2 separate regions of the Ovis canadensis genome follow, and region 2 is linked to region 1. The links are chromatin contacts, called in public Hi-C maps. All regions are on one chromosome and are shown on one strand. Each heading gives the region's core, a stretch centred on a gene start, on an enhancer-like site or on the middle of the called end of the contact. The rest is flanking DNA. Distances are from core to core; before and after follow the strand shown.

Region 1 (3,737 bases), core at 717-3,216:
GTCCCAGCCGAGGCCCAGCGCTCCTCTCCTGTCCGCTGCCCAACGGGCTCCGTCAGGGCTCTTTGGGCACGAGGCTACGGGAGAGAAGTTCGGTGAGCGAGGGGCGACAGAGGGGCCTCGAGGACCGCGCGGGGCGCCCCGCCCCACCCCACCCCCACCCCCCGCCGCGGCCGCCGCCCTCACCTCTCATCGCAGCCGCTTGCGCGGGGTTTGCTCAGCCGAGCCGACGGCTGGAGCGGCGCCAGGCGCGGCGCATCCCGCGGGAACCTCGTTCGACGCCTTGGCTTCGGGCGCGGGTCTCTTGCGCTTGGCGAAGAAGTCTGAGGGCGACAGCACGCCTAGCCGGTCATGGCGGGGCGGGCCGGGGAGTCTGAGAAGGGGCCTGGGCGGCGTGGGGGGGCGCGCGGGCGGCTGCTGGGCCGCGGTGGGGGCGCCGTCCCCGCCCGCGCCGAGGTCCGCGGCGGGTCAGCTTTGTTTACGTCGCCGCGCAATGCGCTGTGTAAGCATTTCCCCTTGTCCCGCGGCCAAGCCCCCCGGGGCTACCGCCGCGCTTAACCCCCTCCGCGCCGCGATCGGGGCGCCGGGCCGCGCCCGAGGAGGGGCTTCGGCGGCCTCGGCGAGGATCGTGCTCGGAGGGGACCAGGGCGCGCCCTCCCAACCCTCCCGTGCGAACCTCTCGAGAGCACGACCACAGGGTGGGGACGGGGTGCAGGGGCAGCCTCGCCGCGCGCGCTGCGGGCCCTTTAACGCCACGGAGGAGGCGGGGACCAAGCGAGGCCCCCGAGGGCCGGGGAACCCGGCCGGCCGGACAAAGCAGGGCCGAGCCGGGCCGGGGCGGGGCCGCGCAGGACTCACCGGAGATGAGAGGCCCGGACAGCTTCTTGATCGCGGCGCCTCCGGCGGCGGCAGTGGTGGCAACAGCGGCGCCGCTGGCGGCGGTGTTGGTGGCAGCGGCGGCAGTGCCCGGCGCGGGGCGCCCCGAAATCCCTGAGTGCGGCGGCTCGGCCTGGGGCTCCTGGCCGCGCGGCGGCGGGACCGCCTCCTGCTCAGCGCCCTCCTGAGGCGCCGGGGCCGCGGCCTGGGCAGGCGCTACGGCCGGGCCGCTGGACGGCGACGCCGGCGCCTCCTCGAGGCCGTCGAGGGACTCATCGGCCGGCGGCCCGGGAGGCGGGCTATTGACCGCGCCGTCCGGGCGGGGACGAGGCGCCAGGAGCAGGCGACAGCGCCCCACCTGCACCGTCTCGCGATAGAAGGCGGGCACGGAGTCGCTGTCCACCTCGGTCCACTGCAGGCGCCCGGGGCCCCGCAGTGGCATGTCCAGCTGGAAGTTGTAGTCCCAGCGACGCTGGTCCTCGGCGCTCAGCTCGGCCAGGCGCATCTGCAGCTCACGGCCCAGCTCCTCGTGGTCCACGGGCCCGAAGAGGCTGCGGCAGGCGCTGGTGCGCGCGATCATGGGAAAGGTGCGGCGGGCGACCAGGCGCTCCATTGCCAATGCTCTGCGGAGACACACGTCGGACGTGTCCGGGGTCTGCGGGGGCCGGGAGGCAGGAGAGGAGAGGAAAAGGAGGAGGGGAGGGAAATAGGGCGGGGGCCGCGCGCAAGTGAGACCCCGCGCAGCGGGAGTCTGCGTTTGCACAGGGACGCGGCGGGAGTGTCCCGCGGCGGCTACCTGGCTGTCGGGCCGCTGACTGCTCCTGAGGCTCGCTCGCGGTGTCGTCCGGCCGCTGGCCGCGCCCCCTCTGTGCCTGTCCTCGCTCGCTCGGCTGGCTCTGGCCTGGCTGGCACCCACCGAGCGCAGAGCACTTGGCCTGTGGAACGCCCAGTCCTCGCGCGCCCCTTTATACGCGAGGGTCCCACCCCCCCCGCGCGCGGGCCCTGATGCAATTAGCATAATGTAGTATTTTCAGTTTCAACAACACCGCGGCGATTGGCCGGCGCCGCGCTACCCCCGCCCCTCCGGCGGCCCGGCCCCCGCCCGCCGCCCATTGGCCCCGCGCACACACCCACCCGAGGGCGGGGCGGGGCGCGAGGGCCGATTGGCAGGCCGCGGGGCGCGCGCGGCGGCGGGGGTGGGGGCGGGGCGCGGGGCGGGGCCGGAGTTAAAGGGCGCTGCGGGCGGTAACGTGACACCGCGGCGCCCCGCCCCCTCGCCCCATCCCCCCGGCCCCCACCCCCCGCTCCCGCCCCCCGCCGGCTCCTTTGTCTGCGAGGCGGGGGCTGCTAGGCGATGGTGGCGCGGGACCCCCCACCCCACCCCAGCCTGCGCGCCCTCTCGGGCTTGGCGGGCGACGACCCCCGGCAGGACCGGCGTGCAGCCTGGCCCAACTGGCCCCCCGGGGGTCTTCCAGCCCGGCCGCCTGCGCTCGGCCTTGGGCCTCCGGTGCCAGTTGACGGGCCTTTAAGCCGCCGCGGACGGCTCGTCTCTGACTGGAGCTAGAGGGGGTCTTCGGCTGCCCCCGCGCGGCCAGCCACGCCCAAAGCTTGTGTCCCTGCAGGGGTTCCGCGCACCTAGAGCGCTAACACCCGTAGACCGGAGGCCTTCGCGCTAACAGGAAGAGGGCACTGGGGGACCCGGCGGGGGAAAGCTCTGCTCCCCTGTTTTCTCCGAGGGCAAAGTGGCGGACACCTTGAGGGCCAGCTGTAGTCGTCTGGGGCCAGAGTCTGAAGACCCTAGCTCTTGAGGCCACCCACCCTGCTCCGTGGATGGGAAACTGGCTGTGCCCATCACCACGTCACTAACTGGGTGCTCAGCTGCATAGGGCTTGGCCAGGGGCGGGGGGTCCAGACTGCCCAGGCTGGTTGGCTAGAGGCTGTAGTGCTCGACAGTGGGCAGGGCACTGGAGGCTTCTCCACTGGGGTGGTCTGGCCCTGCCCAGCCGGGGCCCCTGACTGCCTGTGCTGAATGCTGACCCTCTGGGCCAACCCTATCTCTGTCACCAAGGGAAACCCCAAATTACCGGCGGGCAGTCAGCTCTGCTCCAGAGCTGCACCTCTCTTCCTCCATCCTGGAAGGCTGGCACCCCTTCATTTGCACCCATAAACACTGTTAGTTGAAAAGTACACCCCTAAGAATGCTAGTGTGCCGAACCACAGTGGCAGGCCGAGAGGCCAGCCCAGAAAGGGAAGGCTCTGCCAGGCAGGGTCATGACCGCCCGCCTCCCACTCCTTGGTGCTCTCTGAGCCGGGTCACAGGAGACCATCGCACTCATCTGCTTCGCCTTGGCCCAGCCCGTCTTGGGGCTGAGAGCCTAGGAAGTGCCTCCTGCAGCCCAGGCAGGGATGTGACCTGCCAGGTGCCTGCTGCAGGGCCCAGCAGAACCCGGGGGAGCCCAGGGCCCAGTGAAGGAGGTGAGAGGAGGCTGGCCCAACCCCACCTGTCTGCCTCCCCTGTGGGTTCCGGGACACTCGGGGAATTACACTGCAGACGCCCCGGAGGTGGCTCAGGGGAGGCAAGGTTTGAAGGGAGGGGCATCAACCCAGCTGAGGGACAGGGCAGGTTACCACTCTTGGCTCTGGAGAGCAAGACCAAAGGTGATGCTTTGTGTCAATTTCTTTATTCTTTTTTGTACACTCTAGTCCAAATTTCCCACAGCAAGTACAGACACTACACGTTTTTACCTTCGGGAAAATAAAAACAAGATGACAAAGGCTGCCCTGGCCCTGTGGATCCCTTGGGCGGGGCTCGTGTCTCCCAGCCTGGGCCTCGCCCCACCCGAGTGCCACGGCCGCGCCATCCT
Region 2 (3,737 bases), core at 460-2,959, 180 kb before region 1:
TCTCTCTCATCCCCAGAACAGTCCTATGGAAAGGCACTTAACCTCTATTTTACAGAAAAGGCACCAGCGGAGCAGTAAGGGGTGGCAGTGAGACTGTCCCAGCTACTGCCCACACTGAAACCCCTGACCCGAGTCATCAACCTCCAACGCCACAACTTCTGTGGCCACAATTTATATTCCCTCCTCCCACCTCACCCCAAACCAACCTGGACCCGAGATCCTGACCCCAAAATCGGGACTGACCTTTGACTCAGAATTTCCACTGCACCTAGAAACCTCGACCTCAACTCTTGGCTCGGATTCCCAGCCTGGACTTAACCGCAACTCCGATCTCCGACTCACAACCCCAAATCCCAACCCGGACAGAGATCCCTGCCTCGGGCTCGAATCCCCAACTGGGACGCCCGCCCTGGAGCGCTTCCAGGGAAATCGGATCCCGACTCGGCCTCCAGGGTGCCCATCATCAGCCCCGACCCTGGACTCAGAACCACAGGGCGGACACCACACACTCAACCCTGACCCCCGCCCCAGCCTCGGACTCTGGACTCAACCCGGTTCTCTCCCAGGCCCTCGCCCCTCAGGTCCCCGACGTAGACCGTGAGGCGGACTGCGGACCCCTGACTCGGACCCCGCACACAGAGCCCTGACGCGGACTCAGCTACGCCACTCAGAATTCCGATCTCAACGCGCGGACAGACCCCGATCCGATCACGGACTCGGAGCCCCGACCCGCACCGAGACCGGGACTCGGACCTGGGTCCCCGAAGCAGAACGGCGAGGCGGCCTCCAGTCACAGGTCCAGCCCAGGACTCGGACCCTGCCTCCCCTCCCATCCTCGATCCGCCGTCCCTGACTCGGAAGCACGACGCGCTTCTTGCTCCCACGTAGGCGCACAGCGAGGCGACCGTGGCGACCCAGCCGCCTACCACCCACCCACGAGACACTGAGCTCACCTCAGCTAGGCGGCGACTGCCAGTCCCCGCGCCGCCAGGCGGACCGCGCCCAGAGCACTGCGAGCCCAGACGGCTGTGAGGAGATCGTGGCCACGAAGACGGCGGCACTAAGGTAAGCGCAGCCGTGCGGAGCGCGGCAGGAGCGGCGTCTCGGTGAGGAGACCGCGGCACTGAGGTGAGCGCAGCCGTGCGGAGCGCGGCCGGAGCGGCGTCTCGGTGAGGAGACCGCGGCACTGAGGTGAGCGCAGCCGTGAGGAGCGCGGCCGGAGCGGCGTCTCGGTGAGGAGACCGCGGCACTGAGGTGAGCGCAGCCATGAGGAGCGCGGCCGGAGCGGCGACTCGGTGAGGAGAGCGCAGCCTGCGAAGTGCGCTGAGGGGAGAGCGGCGTGAGGAGCACGGCACTGAGGTGACTGCGGCTGTGGAGTGCGCGGCCAGAGGAGCATCTTGAGGAGACGAGCGCAGCCTGAACAGAGCGCGGCCCAAGGACCGCGGCCTGAGGAGAGCCAGCTCGTGAAGAAGGTGGCCGCGAAGAGAGCACGGCACTGAGGGGACCCGCGGCCGGGAGGAGAGAGCTGCGCGAGCTCCTGCGCGTGCCAGGAGCAGCGACCGTCTACGGAGTGGCTGTGGTGGCCCCCGACTGGGGTAGATGTGGCAGCCACCCCGCAGCTGATTGGATAGCCTGCGGGGGCGGGCGTGCCACGTGCCGCTGCGCGGATTGGCCGCGGTGTGGAAAGCGATGTGCCGCGCTCTGCCATTGGCTGAGAGGGCTGATGCTGATGCCACCCGGGCTCGCATTGGCCGGGCGAGCCCAGCGCCACGTGCCACACCCTGCCCCGTCCGCCCAGACGCCTCTGCTGATCCACCCCCACCCTCACCCCACCCCCACCCCACCCCCACCCCAGCGGTCGGAGCGTCCACCCTTGCGATCGGATTCTGTTCCCCGCCTGCGGCGCGCTCAGCGCCCAGCTTGCCCCTGATGTGTAGCCGTGCACCCCAGAGTGACCCTGAGGAACGTCAGTGGCTTTCCACAAGGGTCTGGCCCTCTGTGCAGCCCTCCCCAGGGTCCGCGCAGGCAGGTGAACGGGGTGCGCGAGCTCCCGTGTGGCTGCTCGGGGAGAGCACCTCCCTCTCCCTCGGGGGTGGACCTTCCTTGGGAGCTCTGTTCCTCCGTCTTCAGGAGACCCAATGAGGAAGATGCCATGACTTGCCCAGGCTACCCTGTGGGAGTTGGCAAGGCTGAGGTGGCCCACGTGTTTGGCCTTCTTCTTGGACCCTGACTACTCTGTATGCGACTTCCTCCTCCTCTTCCTAGTTCTCCAGAACCTGAAGGGGGATCCTGGCTTTGTCTCTTGGTTGCCTCCCCTACCCAACCATCCTTCCACCCACCACCACCACCTACCCATTGGCTCATCCATCCACCCACCCACTCTTTCCCTCCATCTTTCTTTCCCTCCATCCCTTCATCTTCATGTCTGTGGAGCACCTCCCTGGTGCCAGGCATCTGCCAAAACTGCAGTGAGAAACCCTGTCTTCATGGAGCTCTTGCTCGGCTGAGGTGTTACCAGCAAGCCTGGGGCAATATGAACCTCCCATTCCAATTGCAAAAACAGTCTGGTGACATGGAACTCTAAGGGTGTTCTCCGAAGTTGTTACCCCTGGCCTTCCACTCAGGGTTGAGTGGGCAGTTGTCCCCACACCCAAGGCCTGCAACAAGGCCGTTCATCTCAACTGCTCTGAAAAGAGCCAGGAATCTCTCCACGAGTGACGGAATCTGGTTTTATCTTAGGATTCAGGCTAGAGAGGAAAGAGAAAATGGTTTCGTCTTTTCAGGTGTTAACAGCTTGCTCTTGGACCTTCAGAAACTGACCAGATTGGCCATCTCCCTAGCCCCCTGATCTCCATCCCAGCCAAAAGCCAGGTTGGAGCACTTGATTCAGAGGGTCGTCCACCCTTGCTGGGAGGTCAGATACCAACCACCAGGGTCTCTGTACTCAGAGGGTCCCATGCTTTGAGTTTAATACTCTTGTCACCATCTTGAAATTATTGATTATTTCATCTTGAAACTTGTGTTTTATGAGGAAAGTCTAAGGGGACAACGGAGCAGGCTCCAGGGGCTTGGAGTCTAGGTTCACAGTGGTGCCACCGCACTCTCTGGCCTCCTATGCCTGCTCTGCCTCTGTCTCCCCACTCCCCAGGGGTGACCCTCTTCACTGGCGAAGAGTGGCGGGGAGGGACTGGCATCCTGGGCCGCAATCTGCCGTGCTGAGACCCCTACTTGAAAGATGGAGGTGTTGCTACCAGCCTCACAAAGCTGAATAGAGAGAACACACAGAGAAGCAGGGAAGAACAGCAGGCCCAACATGCCCCCAGGCAGCAGCTCTGACTGTTGCGAGCAAGCAGGATCCGGTCCAGACCTCTGCCTCCGGGCCTCCCACAGCTCTGTGTGGGAGGTAGGGCCCCTTCCCCGGACACCTTGAGGTCCATCCCTACGTACCCCCACCCCAAAATATCAGGGGCACAGGAGCCCCAGGACTTCAGAGCAATTTCAGAGATTTCAACAGAACAAAAATCCCTGCCTGTGTGGGGTTTACATTCCAGAATGAAAGACAGAAAAGAAATTCTCCGAGTGCTCTGGACATTTTCCTTTGTCAGAACCGGTGATCCCTGGGTTGCTTTCCTTAGCTCTGTCATAGGAAGTACCAGGTTTGACCCCTCTAGTCGTCACTCACGAATGCCAGCTTTTTCCCAACTTGTTTTGGGGTTTGCTTTTAATCCAAGGATGTT

What was found. A called contact is a pair of places that touch in the nucleus more often than the background predicts.
Region 2: a contact with region 1 is called in a Hi-C map of fibroblasts, with 5 times the contacts expected there. The contact joins the enhancer-like site here to the promoter of CDKN1C in region 1. A contact is called at or near these places in 2 of 2 Hi-C or Micro-C datasets (fibroblasts and lung).

What each region holds. Positions count from the first base shown.
Region 1 is chr21:65,033,676-65,037,412 of ARS-UI_OviCan_v2, reverse strand. It overlaps CDKN1C (cyclin dependent kinase inhibitor 1C), which reads right to left and starts at 1,966. Exons shown (of 4, transcript XM_069565275.1): 1 at 1,670-1,966; 2 at 856-1,496; 3 at 184-320; 4 at 1-74. The coding sequence starts at 1,486. The coding sequence ends at 187.
Region 2 is chr21:65,212,838-65,216,574 of ARS-UI_OviCan_v2, reverse strand. All of the region lies in intron 10 of KCNQ1 (potassium voltage-gated channel subfamily Q member 1), which reads left to right. Among named protein-coding and RNA genes, the nearest start is that of CDKN1C, 180 kb to the right of the region's middle. Within about 2 kb of position 1,709, the one cell type or tissue checked has open chromatin away from gene starts, as enhancers often do. A contact at or near this core is called in fibroblasts, where this site is marked.